Regions from separate parts of the Mus musculus genome. Here region 2 is linked to region 1. The links are chromatin contacts, called in public Hi-C maps. All regions are on one chromosome and are shown on one strand. The core of a region is the stretch at or near the end of the contact, and the rest is flanking DNA. Distances in the headings are between cores, read along the strand shown. Region 1 overlaps Ppp3ca (protein phosphatase 3, catalytic subunit, alpha isoform). Region 2 has its middle 7.5 kb from the start of Gm4861.

Region 1 (6,859 bases), core at 942-3,441:
ATGTTAGGAATGAATGAATGAATGAATGAATGAATGAATGCTGGATTTGTAACTATAACACAAAGTAGTGAATATGATTTACAGTCTCTACTGTGTTGAAAGACAATGCCATTTGATATAAGCATTGTAATGACAAGGAAAAGAACGAGTATACCTGTCAAGCATTTGAGATCAACTGAAAGAAGAAATAACACAGGAGAAAAAGAAGTGTGTTTGACTGTAACTTGGCTGGCCATAAAAAGAAAGGAGATAACACATTTAAGGTCTTGATCATAATCTTAGGACAGAAGAAAAATACACTAGACTGGCAGACTTAATGTTCCCTGGATATCTACAGATAGCTGTGAAGAAGCAGAGAATTTGATAGCTACTGATTTGTACTTGCTATAATTTCCCACCAGAAATCTAGAGATACAGTGTAATTGCTTGTTTGTAGCTGACCTTGGGATGTAAGGCAGTATGGTGAGTCTCCAGTGCCCCAAAGGCACAGCAGCTCTGTAGTGGAGACTGTGAGAAAGAAGAGAGCCATGCATCCTGGAAACACATTTGGTGGACATTGAGACCCGTACTGTAATGCCTATGATCAGAATTTCTATTATGGGTGCCACACTTATCTCCTGCTTAACTTCACTTTCTCATTATCCAAAGACTAATTAAGTCTTTAAGAACGTTCACAACATAATCATTCAAACTAGACACAGACTAATAAGTCATGGCATACAAGCTCGGTAACCCAAGCACTGGAGAGGTTAAGCAGGAGGACTACAGTGAATGGGTTAGCATAAATCCAGCCTAATTTACATAGTATGCTTGAGGCTAGCCTGTGCTATAGTGCGAGAGCCTGACTCATACCAAACAAAACCCAAACTGTATTAAACAATCAAAGAAAGAAAGAAAGAAAGAAAGAAAGAAAGAAAGAAAGAAAGAAAGAAAGAAAGAAAGAAAGAAAGAAAGAAAGAAAGAGAAAAAACGAAGGAAGGGAGGGAGGGAGGGAGGGAGGGAAGAGAGAAGAGAGGAGGGGCAAGGGAGAGAGAAGACATCATCATATCATCCTGACTAATATATTTTGCCATAAAGAGGCAGTTGGAGATTCAAGAGTCTAAGTACACTGTCAACAGCTGATGACGGAAATGCCTCAGTCCATGATGGCCAGAGTGACATTCTCTAGTCATGACTGATGTGCAAACTCTGGATACAGACCATGACCCCAGTGCTGATCTTATACACATATATATTACTGTGTCATTGGCTAGGCCTTTTTTACAGGTACTCTTCAGGAAGGTTCTGGTCCATTTCCAGGTACATTCGGCACATCCTTTAATTACTACACAAGAGGCCGGGAGCATAGTCTTCATGTACTGAGTCTCCTGTTATTAAAAGCCTTTCCCTTTTAACACAGTCTTCCAGCGTTCCTGTTTTCACAGAGCCCACGTTCCATCAAACATATCTAAGCCTTCTCTTCATTCCTAACTTCTAAGGACTTGGTTCCACTTATCCAAAAACACCTGTGTATATTTATGGTTAAAAAAAATGTTAGCCGTGGAGCCATAAAGAGAGCTCAGCAATTAAGAGCACTGGTTGTTCTTCAAGAGGAACAGGGTATAGTTACTTACAATTATCTGTAAATCCTGTTCCAGGGGCTCTGACATCCTCTACCAGCCTCTGCAGGCACCAGGCACACATGTGGCACACAGACATATGCAGGCATACATACTGATATACGTGTAATAAAAACAATAAAATTAAAATAGGTAGTTTAAAAAGTCTTCATTTGTCTCTGTAATTCCCTTTTGCTATAGATAGAGAATACTTGGCAGGCAGGCTGCTCAGTGAGTCGTCACCTCCTCAATCTGTCTGATCCTTGGCTCCCTGGAACAGGACACCATGGCCATGGCTACTCTACTCCACTTCTAGGGGCAGCAAGCAAGACTTAAGGTGAAGCAGGCACTCTGCAGTCCTTTGCCCTCCCCTTCCACTAGCACTGTCCTGTCCCTACTGTTCCCCTCACTGGTCTAGCCGCTCTCCCTTCTATTTTCAACAAATGCAATCTTAGCCCAGCTGTGTCACCATGCATCGGCCCCCTTTGTAATTACTTCATGCATTTGCATGGTTTCCTGCGGGCTACACAACAACAGCCAGTGACATTGAGCAGTCTAAGCCAGAACTCACAGTGGACTCTCTAAAACAGACCTTCTCTGTATTGACAGTGGTGGGAAGCTCTAGAAAACTCAAGCGGCTGCTGTTACTGGGTAACTCTGGCTGTCCCACTCATAGTCCTGTTGTCTCAGACGAATCTGTTGTCTTTTAGACAAACCTGTCCTGGTACACACAGTGTCTTTGTCTTGGGTGGTGACATAATTATCAGTCTAGTCATATAAACCAGAAAGTTGAAAACCATCCTAGATTTTTCTTTGTACCCATCATCAGCTTCCCTAGACATTTTAATGTTTATTAAATTTCATGTGCTTTACAGACTGTGCCGTCACCTTTCATGTCTGGACCCCTGCATGACATTCTTTTGTGTGTTCAGCCTTTGGCCTTGCACCCCATGGTGTCCCATTCAGGGATCCAAATCAATGAAGCATAATATTAAAAATCACACCATATACGCACATCTTTCCCTTCCAGTGTTTTGGAGTGTCTGTATATAAAGAAGTCCAAACAATGTACAACAGAGCAAATGAGATTTTCCCGTTAAAAGCCTCACCCCCCCCCCCCAATATCCTATGCCTGCCCTCAGCCCTAATAGTTTTCAAATGTATGAAGTTCAAACCCCTCGACTCCTTAGGCGACAGTCCTCTAGGATGCTTTTCCCACTACCCCAGGAATCTGGGTAAACACATACTCACCATTTAAACCTCAGATCGGAGTTGAGTTCCCTTTGCAGATTTCTCACAAAGCTCCTGCTCTGAGACCTTTATCCTCTGCAAATGCTTCTTCAGTGCTCCACACACTTTATATCAGAGATGTTTAAAAATCTCTCCTCTGCTATCCTTATGGAGGACTTGAAGGTGGAGAATATGGACAGGGTATGTATCCCTTTTCCAAAGGCCTGGGATCAGAGGCGTCTGGATTTTTAAATGCACACACAATTTGCACACTGAGATGTTGCAGGGAAAATGCTAAGTCTGAGCATTAAGTCCAATCATGTTTCTTGTTAATATTGTACTTTTGGTATGTTTGCTTCTGTTTTTGTTGTTGTTTCATTTTGAGACAGGGTCTCTCAATGTAGGCCAGGATGGTCTGGACCCTCCTTTCTCAGCTTCCTGAATACCAAGATTATAAGTGGGTAACTGCATGGTGGTCTCTGTATTAATCAGCATGCGGACTACATCTTAAATCACCCAACGTTGCAGACCAAATTTGTCACTTACAGTGTCACATAATCATTCAAGAAGTTTCAGATTTTGTATCCTTTCAAATTTCATGAATTTATTTCAGGAGGCTTAGCAATGTATTCACTAGGTCTGTGCCTGTAGATCCTAGAACTATGAATAGCACATAGTTTTAGCCAAGTAAAAGAATGACTATCCTATTGAGTTTCTCCTCTAATCTTCTGGATGTGCTCTGAGCTTGGCTGCTAAGGCTACAGAAGCTGTTGCCATGGTTACATTCATAGATGCTCCTCTGAATGATGAAAACTGTACACAAAGTCCTGTGTGGTCCTCTTATAGGCAGGGCTTCCCAGAATTATTTGACAAGCTAAGGTTTGTAATATATTTACATTCTTGGTTAAGCACAGTGGTGGACGCCTGGAATCCTAGCACTTGTGAGAGGGAGACAGAAGGATGGAGATGATAGGGTCATTGAGACATGTTGACTTCAAAGCCAGTTTGGGCTATATAAAATTTTATCTCAGATATATATATATATATATATATATCACATCACAATATCACAAACCACTCAGAAATATATATGGGTACAAAAATCGATGAATAATTATTAATGTTTTATGATAAATTAATATTTTCTTTCTTAACCTAGTTTTGTAAGGTGAGATACAAACTATAGATCAATACAGTCAATTGTTCTGTCTGTAAGGTGGCAAGGTCCAAGTTCTAGAAAATTCTACTCTTTGTGTTTCCAGAAAACAGAAGAACTTCAGGAACTCTCATTCTGTATGTTTTCTGCACTTTACTTACCTAAAGTGCATGCTGCTGGAATCACTTCAGTTGGTCTTAACTGAGGGGGAGACTGTGTGCATGGAAAAAGTTATAGACTAATCGAAAAGACGTGCCATGCTCCTCCTTTGAAGTTCACACATTGATTTAACTATAAAAATATGCTGGTCTTGGCTTTAACGGTTATCTATAAAAATGGTTTGTTTACAAGTTCTCATCTTATGACCATCATGAGCATATGTCAAATGCTAATCATTTCCTCTGACTCTGGCTTCACATTCTATTTAGTTTTTAAAAGCCACTTATTCATACATGAGTCCAAAGTAACCCCCAGTCTGGTCTGGACAACGTTATAAGGAGCCTAAATTTAAAAAGGTTCATTCATATTTTCTCCAGTTGTGCTCAAAATTGCAAGGTTCGCCTACACTATTGTGTCATCAGGAAGACTTTACTCCATAGTCTCTGATTTATCCAGAGGCTCTTCAAACATCAGCAAGATTAAGTTGGAGGAATTGCAACCCAGCTAGCATTTACTAAGTGCTGGTACATGTTACACAATGCAGCATTGCTTGGCAAGTTCTTTGTCATTCAGGATTCTCTCCACATCCCCAGGTGGCCTCCAAGGACAATGGCTACATTAAGCAATAGGATTTAGAAGTATAGTTCGGATTTCATGCGGCCATTATGAAAAGCAGTCACATTTTATTGAATATAAACTAACTGTTGGATTCTGAGGCTTATATACACCATCTTATTTGGCTTGTATAACCTCATCCGAGATAGTTACTGCTTGTACATCCATTTGTACTGCTTTGGAGAATAAAGCATATAAAAGAGATGAGAATAGAACATATGGCTAGTAGGTGGACCAGCTTGGGACTGAATACAGATTTGCCCCGTGATATGGTGTTCTTACTGGAGGTGTGTGTGTGTGTGTGTGTGTGTGTGTGTGTGTGTGTGTGTTCATGCATGTGCACATGCATACGCATGCAGAGTCTAGAGAAGGGTAGCAGGAGTCTTCTATTGCTCTCCAACTTATTTTTTAAGATGGGGATTTTCATTGAGCCCAAAGCTCTCTTTCTTGGCCCATCTGGCCTGCTGCCTAGATGGGTCTGCCCATCCTTGCTGTCAAGTGTGGCAGTTACAGGCAAGTGTAGTCACACCCAGATCTTTTACAGGTTCTTGGAACTCAGGTCCTCTTGTGTTCACACCAAGTACTTTCCCCACTGAGTCACCTCCTCAGCCCAACGCATTGGGCTTTTGCCAATAAATATAATGCACAGAATTCTCAACAACAATACAGTGAAGGGACAGATAATATTCCACCCTTTTAAAAAATTCTTCTCGAGAGCATGCATTTAAATTCTCTCTTAATTCCTTTTATATTTCATTAAAAGTCACTGTACTCTTAAATAATTTAAGACACTGAAGACAGTAAGTCTTTCACAAACACCCTAAGTGAGAGGCTCCTAGCTTGCAGGAGCTTAGGATCAAAGATTCACGAGATGGCTTTTATCTGAGAATATCAAAGGCCACTACCTAAAAAAGGATGCAGAGCTCCTAGTGTGGTATAAGGAAAAGCTGAATCCATTGAAATATGATACAGGAATTGTTGACACACAGGTAACTCAGATATGATTACCTTTGGCATTTGAAACTAAGTCACATCCTGTATTCTTTCCAAGTGCCATTCTTTCAACTGTGAAATCTGCTTAGTGGATTTGTTACAAGTACAATTTCCCCCTACTTTGTATTCTCCAATACTTAATCGTCACCATACCCAGAGAGGCACACAAGCCCATATGTGTAAGCATATACACACATTTATATGTTCAAAACCACACTTTATGCCTCCTATGGCTAACAGTCCCTTCAGTAAAACAGTTGGAATTACGATTTAGAAACCACGAAACCATTCAATAAACTGACTCACCTCTCCAACTTGTTTCAAGTCTCTACTTTCTACAACATCTAGATATTTCTACAATCTAGTCAATTAAATAGTTTGACTGCTTCTCCTAATGTCCATGTTTCTTCCTTAAATAGATAGACTCAAATAATCCCGCTGGTTTCCAGCATCTGTCAGGAAATAATAATAATGTTTCAGGGGGTTTATCTTTCATCCAAAATAGAACTAAGATAAAATAATCCCTTCCTGTAGGATCCAACCAAAGCGATACTATTCTTAAAATAAATCTGAAGTTCTGTCAAAATTCCCAACCTCCCCCAAATTCGATACATTTTTAAATGTTAGATAGCATCTTCCTTTTGTTACAGATATGCATTAAAATGATCGTGGCAGGGTTACTGCGACCTCACCATCACTTAAAATCCCATGTATTTTTATAATACATTTTATAATATCAGCCTTAATATCTCCATTGCAATTTGTGAAATTTACAGCTCTCTAATACAGATGTTCCACATAAATATCTCTAGTTAAGCTGTCTATTAACTTATTCAAGGTGTTGATGATGAAGGGTAATTTTTCCTTCTAGATACAGGAATACAGATATGTGAGTAAACACTACCACACTTTATTTCTGAAAGTTACAAATACAAGACTCTTTAGGGACAGTAATCTCTTGCTAACTCAGTTAGCAGACTTTGTGATGAACGAGTACACACAGTAACCAGGGAGCAGACGAATGGGCAGGAAGGAGTCTGCTGCCTGGGCAAGCGTGGCCTGTCTAATGGCCACTGTCCCATCATGCGCAGAAAACAGCAGGGAAGAA
Region 2 (6,826 bases), core at 1,015-3,514, 720 kb before region 1:
TAGGAATCAAGAAAGATGAGAAGAAGGGAAATTTCTAACCCTAGGTTACTCTTGTGTACTCTTCACCAAGAGAACCAGTGAAGGAGGAGGGAAAATAAAGACAAAATAAGCATTTAGGACAGGAGCTGGAGAGATGGCCGAGAGCAGTCAAGAGTTCTTGTTGCTCTTGAGGAGGAAGGACCTGGATTCAGTTCAACCAGGTACAACACAACCTATAGTACCAGTTCCAGGGGATCCAGTGTCCCCTTCTGACCTTCAAAGGCACACGCGTACATGTACGTACAGAAAAACCTCACATGTCAAATCAAAAGAACACGTTCAGTAAGATTGTAAAATATATTGGGTGACTTAAGCAATGGTTTAAACATTTGTATAAATTAAGGGGAACCGCTTTTTCTGAGAGAGTTTTGTGGGGTTTATGGTGTAATGTGCAAAGGTTGAACATCTCCTTTAACACACTGTCTTGAAGTCCGTATGCCCCAGTGCTCTGAGAAATGTTATAGGGGACGAAACACTGACTGGTTTTCTTTGATGGTCTTTTGCTGCAAAGCATTGGCTTCCCTCACTTTAATCAAACCCTCTTTCTTCTGCAAAGTGTCTCAGCTCTGAAGATGCAGCAAACTACTTTATGAAGAAGGATTCTATGTAGCAAATCTTACAGATGAGTGAGTGAGAAAGTACACAAAAAGGAAAAGAAGCAAGAAGAAAGTGCGCATGTCTGGTTGGTGACCCTCTTGAAGTTGTGAGTCAGGGAAAAAAAAAAACTAAGAAAAAGAAAGAATGACAATCTGCTATGTTTTGACCCTAAATTATAGATATACCTATGTGTTGTTATGATCCTTTATCATATCAAATATTCAAATCACAACTTCCGGTGGACCTTACAAACTAATTATTTCTGGTGGGCCAGAACCAGCTGGTGGCTGGTCAGTAAATATGTATGTCAGAATACAGATTTACTGACTAAATGCATGCATGCATGGGCATCTTTGTATGTACTCTTTCAGTCATTAAAAATACTCAAGAACTGATCCAGAACCCTGACCAGCACAGGTACTCATTTCTAAGTTTGGGGCTAACCTTTAATTTATTTTATTGAATGCTGGTGGGGGGATGCTTTGCTTGTGCAATTTTAGTTGCACATAATACAATATCAATCTTTTTTATGTTTGCAAGATTAAAACTTTTTTTCCTATCTGGTTAATTATCTCCTTAGAATTTAGTAAGCTTGGCAGAGGCTGCCCTTTGGGGCTCATTAAGCCAAATTTCCACTTCAGGATTAGAAATGCAGCAAGAGGAGAGGACAGATGCATTCAGAGTCTGAGCTGGGAGCCCGCTTTGCTGAGAGTGCTTTGGATGCTCTGACACTGTAAGGAGAGAGCTGCCTTTGCACTGGGGCAAGCAGGGATCTGGAGTATTGGCACTAGCTATGTGGTGCAGAAGAGAGCCACCTACGATGCCTGGGATCCAGGCCTCAGGGCATTGGATTTCTGAGGGATGAAGAGCAGAGTCAGAAAGCTTAATGTTCTGAGCAGGCTGTCCCCAGCTTTGCTGGAGAAAGGGGCTCAGTTACAATTCCCTCTGGGTTGAAATCTGAGTTTTGATGGAACGCAAACTCTGTGCTGCTGTGTTAGTGCTGGGAAATGTTCTAGTCTCTAGGGTATTGGGATCTAAATCTTTCTACCAACTTGAAAGTCTCCCAAGAGTTTATGGAGTTGGAGGAAGAAGAGGAGGAGGAAGAGGAGGAGGAAGAGGAGGGGGAGGAGGAGGAGAAACAGCATACAAAGCCAGGAGGTTATTCTATTTAGACGCGACAATGACTCATGCTAGTTTGAAAATAGAATTTATAGTTTGCTGCCTTATAAAGGGGACTTTAATCTTCTGTGTAATTTTCATAGTTACTATTCTGTGAACTTCTTTGCAAGCAAACAGAATTGTTTTGCACCTGGATACAAAATGCCCCATGTCTTGAGAGCATGGTAACATGCCACTCTCTAATGAAAGGCCAGTTCCACCACAGGGAGGTCCATTTCCTAATCACAAAACAACTGACTTGTCATCCTTTCTTGGTCCCCAAAGACTGGATTTAAAAATGCCTCAGTGACCTGTCATTTTGCAGTTTTCGACTGTGTGGTGTGCAGCCGCCATATGAGGAATTGTCTCATCCTTTAAAACTGTTCTGTTTACTCGGGCTCTCACTGAAAGTGCATCTCCATGGGAATTTATGGAGGCTTCCAGCCCCAGCCTGCTGCCCGCCTCTCAGCTTTGGCTTCTCTGCAGGTTCCTTTTATTGGTTTTTGGCAGGTTGCTGAGGGCATATGTTTTACACTTTGCTGCTCTGATTTGTGAGAATCTGCTGACATCCAAGAAAGTGCTACGAAAACCTGTTGCTCATATCCAAGGATATGTGTTTTATGGCAAATCCACAGAGCTCAAGTTTCTTGACAACACATCTTATTTATGGAGAAACAAATGCAGACAGTATTGTACAGGGCTGTGGTGCCACCCTTCTGAGAAGACCTTTGGCTGTGTGTGTGTGTGTGTGTGTGTATGTGTGTGTGTCTGTGTGTACGCGTGCACATGCACAATGGGGCACAGGTTTTGTTTGTCTCTGTGTCAGGCTTTTGGTGAACATTTCCTCTTTTATGTATTTTGGAGAAAGTTTTCCCATTGCTGCCAGCTGTCATTTGCTAGCATACACCATATGCCAAAAACCATGCACTGACTTTTTACTGGAAGATTGCAAGAGAAATGTTACTGCCTCCTGCTGAAGAGGGGAAAAAAAAAAAACAAAAAAAAACAACTAAGGTTTATTGGAGTTAAGCAACATTTGCAGTGTTTTATGGACCAATGAAACCAAGGTGCAAAACTTGGTATGCTTTGCCTCTGAAGTTAATGCTTTTATTCCCCATAAAAGGCAGGAGATTATTTTTTTTTGTATTTTTAATGCTATTTTAAAATAAATTATTAAACTTGCACAATATCACATAGATCCTGTCATGATTCGACCTCACTTCTTCCCTCTATAGACTCTAGACTAGTCTATTTTCAGTGAGGGGTGACTTTGCTTCTCCAGGGAAGACTTTCCAAGGTCTGGAGCCATTTTTATTGACACGTTGGGTAAATGTAGAGCACATGACACCTATTGGGTAGAGATAGAGGGAGACAGAACTTCTGCTTAGCATTCTGGAACATACACAGCTCCTCCAAAATGCTAGTCCTGCTGGGGCTGAGGTGTTTTGGAGGAAAAAAAGTAATAAAAACAGGAAATAGTCTTGATATTGTACCATAATTTTAGTGATGGTTGGGAGATTGTATTATCTGTTCTAAATACTTTCTGCTATTTCACTTTTACTGGGGTTTTCTACATGGTAGAGTTATCCCTTGGCTGGCAGTTTGTTTTCTTTGATGAAGAAAGTATAGGAGCAGATTAGATCTTCCCAAGATTAGGAAGCCATTGTGTGGTGTTGACATCCTTTCCGTGAGCAGATCATGAGGCTCCAGCCAGAGCTGCCTCCACTTCATCTAAAGACACCATGGAGGACAGAGCCAGCCTACTCAGAAAGCATAGGTGTTATAACAAAAACTGCACTTCTTTTGATATTTGGATGGTTTATCACTGCAGCATAGTTTACACGATTGTTATTTCAAAAGATAAGGTTAAGGTTCAATTGTAGTGCAAGAGAACCTGGAAGGAAAGATTTGAGTCAGGGTACACCAGTCAGAAAATACTGGGTTTTAATTTGATGAATTGGAAGTTTGGTGAGGGTGAGAAAGAACATCTAGGAGCAGAGGGGATAGCTACTTAGATGTGGCTAACTGAGGGATCCAGAGATCCCAGTCTGGCTGTGATAATAGTCTTAATAAGAGGGGCAGGAGACTTATCATCGAGTCTATGTAAACAAAACCATGCAAGCATATGTGAGAAATGCACAGACACACACATATGAAGCTCATTGAAAGATAAGATCAAGAGTTTGAGAGGGGCTATCTTAGGAGATGATGCTGCATCAGAATATATTTTGGAATGGATATGACCTACTTCTCTAGGGTTGTTAAATGTGGGAACAGTTGGTCTATTGAGTGAGGGATAGTGTGACTGACCCTGGGGATCTGGAGAATGGGAATTGTGGTATGAATTTGGGCATTCTCTAGGTAAAGTGCAGTGTGGCCATTATCCACAAAGGGCGACTAGAATGGAGAGAGAAGAATGAAGATAAGGATGTGGGAATTTTGGTGGAGGGCTGAGGGGAAGCACAGGCATTTTAGTGGAGAATGCTGACTTGGCTGGCTGGTACAGAGGCTTGGCGCTTTGAGAGGTGACTGTGAGGGTGAGAAAACTGATGACTGTCTACTTCTGGGTTTACTGCGCATGAATACCGTTGATGGTACTCCAAGAAAGATAAGCCTTTGGTTTGGAAGATATGGCAGAATCTTCCCCGAATGCATAAAGATTTCAAGGAACCAATCAATAGGCAGTGGATAAAGAAGGTGGGCTGGGAGTCTTAGAGAGGAGAGAGATAGGAGAGACAGGAGAGAAGGAAGGAAGATGGAGGAAGAGGAAGACGATCCAGATTCTGTGTGGCTTTACATAGCCACAGGTAGCAATGAATATCTTATAAGGAATGAAGAATTGCAGGACAATTTGTCTTATCTAGCTGGGCAGCTTATATCAATGTCAATTGGCTCTGAGTTCATTGTGTGGGCGTTTTGTGGAGTGAGAATTTACTGATATAAATCTGACTGATAAATTGCAAGCCTCTAGAGTTTTGATTTTACCTGCTACAGGGATTTGAGAATGCTAATTACAGGGGGAAAAGGGCTGAGAACGTGAGCAAAATCCACAGCAAGAGAACCATGGGATGGGCAGTCTCTGCTTGGGGCTAACCATGGAGGTGCTGAGACCAGAGAGTAGGCAGTGTTAGCGTGGGATGGTGCAATACACACACACACACACACACACACACACACACACACGTATACATATGTATATATGTATATATATATATATATGTATGTATATATATATATATATATATATATCACGAAACAGAGTTCATATTTCACAGTTATAAAGTCAGGGGTTTTAAAACTCATCAACAGAATGTGAGTTCCAAATTTTTTCTCAGCATGAAAGTAAAAACAACCAAAACCTCTTGTATCTGAAAGTTCATAGTTTTAAACATGGCCGTGCTTTCGTTCTTGCTACTAATTTGAAGTGAGCTTCCTTCATTCCGTATTAGTTATACTTTAGTGTGCATGTCCATCTGCATGCGTGTGCATGTGTGTGACTGTGTGTGTGGCTATCTGTGTATGCACTTTTGTGTATGGGTACACACATCAATGTGGGTACCTGTGGAAGCCAGCAGTCGACATTGGGATGTCTTTTATCATTCTCCACCTGAGAACACCAGGTCTCTCACTGAACCTGAGTGGGTAGTTTTGGTTAGAGCAGCTAGTCTGCACACCCTATAGTCCTCCTGTCCGCATTCCCTAGCCCTGGGCTTACAGAGAGGCACTGCCTCTGCTGCCTTTTTGTGAGAATGGTAAGGATGTGATGTCAGGCCCTCCTGTTGGTGCTGTGCTTTACCCACGGAGCTGCCTTGAAGTCCCCCAGATGTTTTCAACTGATCTTTTCCAATTAGTTTTTCTTCCTCACTTTCCATATCTTTGGGATGCCTCAACAGCAGATATTCACAACTTTAAGTGAAGGAATGTTTGTTCCTGTCCTCCAAAGTCCATGTTGAATGACCTTGTTAAGTAGTAGTTTTGCCAAAGGCTGCTTCTTGTATAAAACAGATTGGCGATATGAAATCTTCCCTATGAAGAAGCCAGGAGCTGTCCCCTTTCTTTCTCTGGCCTCACTTCAGTATAGTAGAACCTTGGAGTAATGGCAGAAAAGCGTGCTTCCACTGGACTCCACCGGCTGCAGGAATTGCTCACACAGCACTGGGAGAAGTCACAGGAATACATGAGATTTCCTGGGGAGAGAGAGAAAGAGAAAGAGAGAGCATTAAGCATGCTGATGTAAAATACCACTGGTCTCCGTGAAGACTATCCCACCCCTCTTCAGAGGGCAGCCCTGATTTTCTTTCATTTCTCCACCAAAATGACTCATCCAGTTTAGAACATCATGGTTTTTTAAGAATTTATGAACTTAGGTAAATCTGATTGCTCGAAAAATAAATCTCCATATTTATACCCAGAGAAGGTGATTTTCTCTCCATTCCTTACCTTTACAAAGGCTTTTTTTTTTTTTTGTAAGTGGTAGAATATTTTTTTCTAATTACGCAGTAAATTGCAACTGTGGAATTCAGTGACAAAGCTTTCGTGTTTGTTTTTAAGTCTTAGATAAAACGTTCTTCTAATTTTCCTCTTCTTCCCCTTTCACCCTCATTATCCTCTTCCTCCTCCCACTTCAACCTTAATGAGATGAGGTCTTATCCTGTAGTCATGCTACCCTTAAAATCTTAGCAATCCTCCTGCCTCAACCTCCCTAGTGCTGGTCTGCAGGCATGGAACCCCACACCTGTTCACAAGATTCTACCTTACCTTGTTTGACTGCCCCCTCACACCAATCTTGGTGGGCTTTAGATCTTACAACCCAGCAGCATCCCACATTTTCCTTCTTGTTCCCAACATCTTCCTGCCATCCGTGAATGTTAATGGTCACATCATTGCATGGAAACTCACTAAGGGCTTGCTGTCTAATTATGGGGCTGTATTTCTGTGTATGTCTCTCTCTCTCTCCTCTAAAGAGAACTGGTTGGGTTGCAGCCCTTGAAGGCATAAAGCTTCCACATAAAAAATATTCATCATTAATAGC

Evidence for each region. A called contact is a pair of places that touch in the nucleus more often than the background predicts.
Region 2: a contact with region 1 is called in a Hi-C map of cerebral cortex, with 3 times the contacts expected there. The contact joins two enhancer-like sites. A contact is called at or near these places in 1 of 39 promoter capture datasets (hippocampal neurons) and 2 of 484 Hi-C or Micro-C datasets (cerebral cortex and uterus).

What each region holds. Positions count from the first base shown.
Region 1 is chr3:136,839,298-136,846,156 of GRCm38.p6, reverse strand. The region is part of intron 2 of Ppp3ca (protein phosphatase 3, catalytic subunit, alpha isoform); the gene reads right to left. Among named protein-coding and RNA genes, the nearest start is that of 1700006H20Rik, 110 kb to the left of the region's middle. Within about 2 kb of position 2,191, at least 28 of the 459 cell types and tissues checked have an H3K27ac peak or open chromatin away from gene starts, as enhancers often do. A contact at or near this core is called in cerebral cortex, where this site is marked.
Region 2 is chr3:137,556,764-137,563,589 of GRCm38.p6, reverse strand. No RefSeq gene overlaps it. Among named protein-coding and RNA genes, the nearest start is that of Gm4861, 7.5 kb to the right of the region's middle. Within about 2 kb of position 2,264, at least 41 of the 459 cell types and tissues checked have an H3K27ac peak or open chromatin away from gene starts, as enhancers often do. A contact at or near this core is called in cerebral cortex, where this site is marked.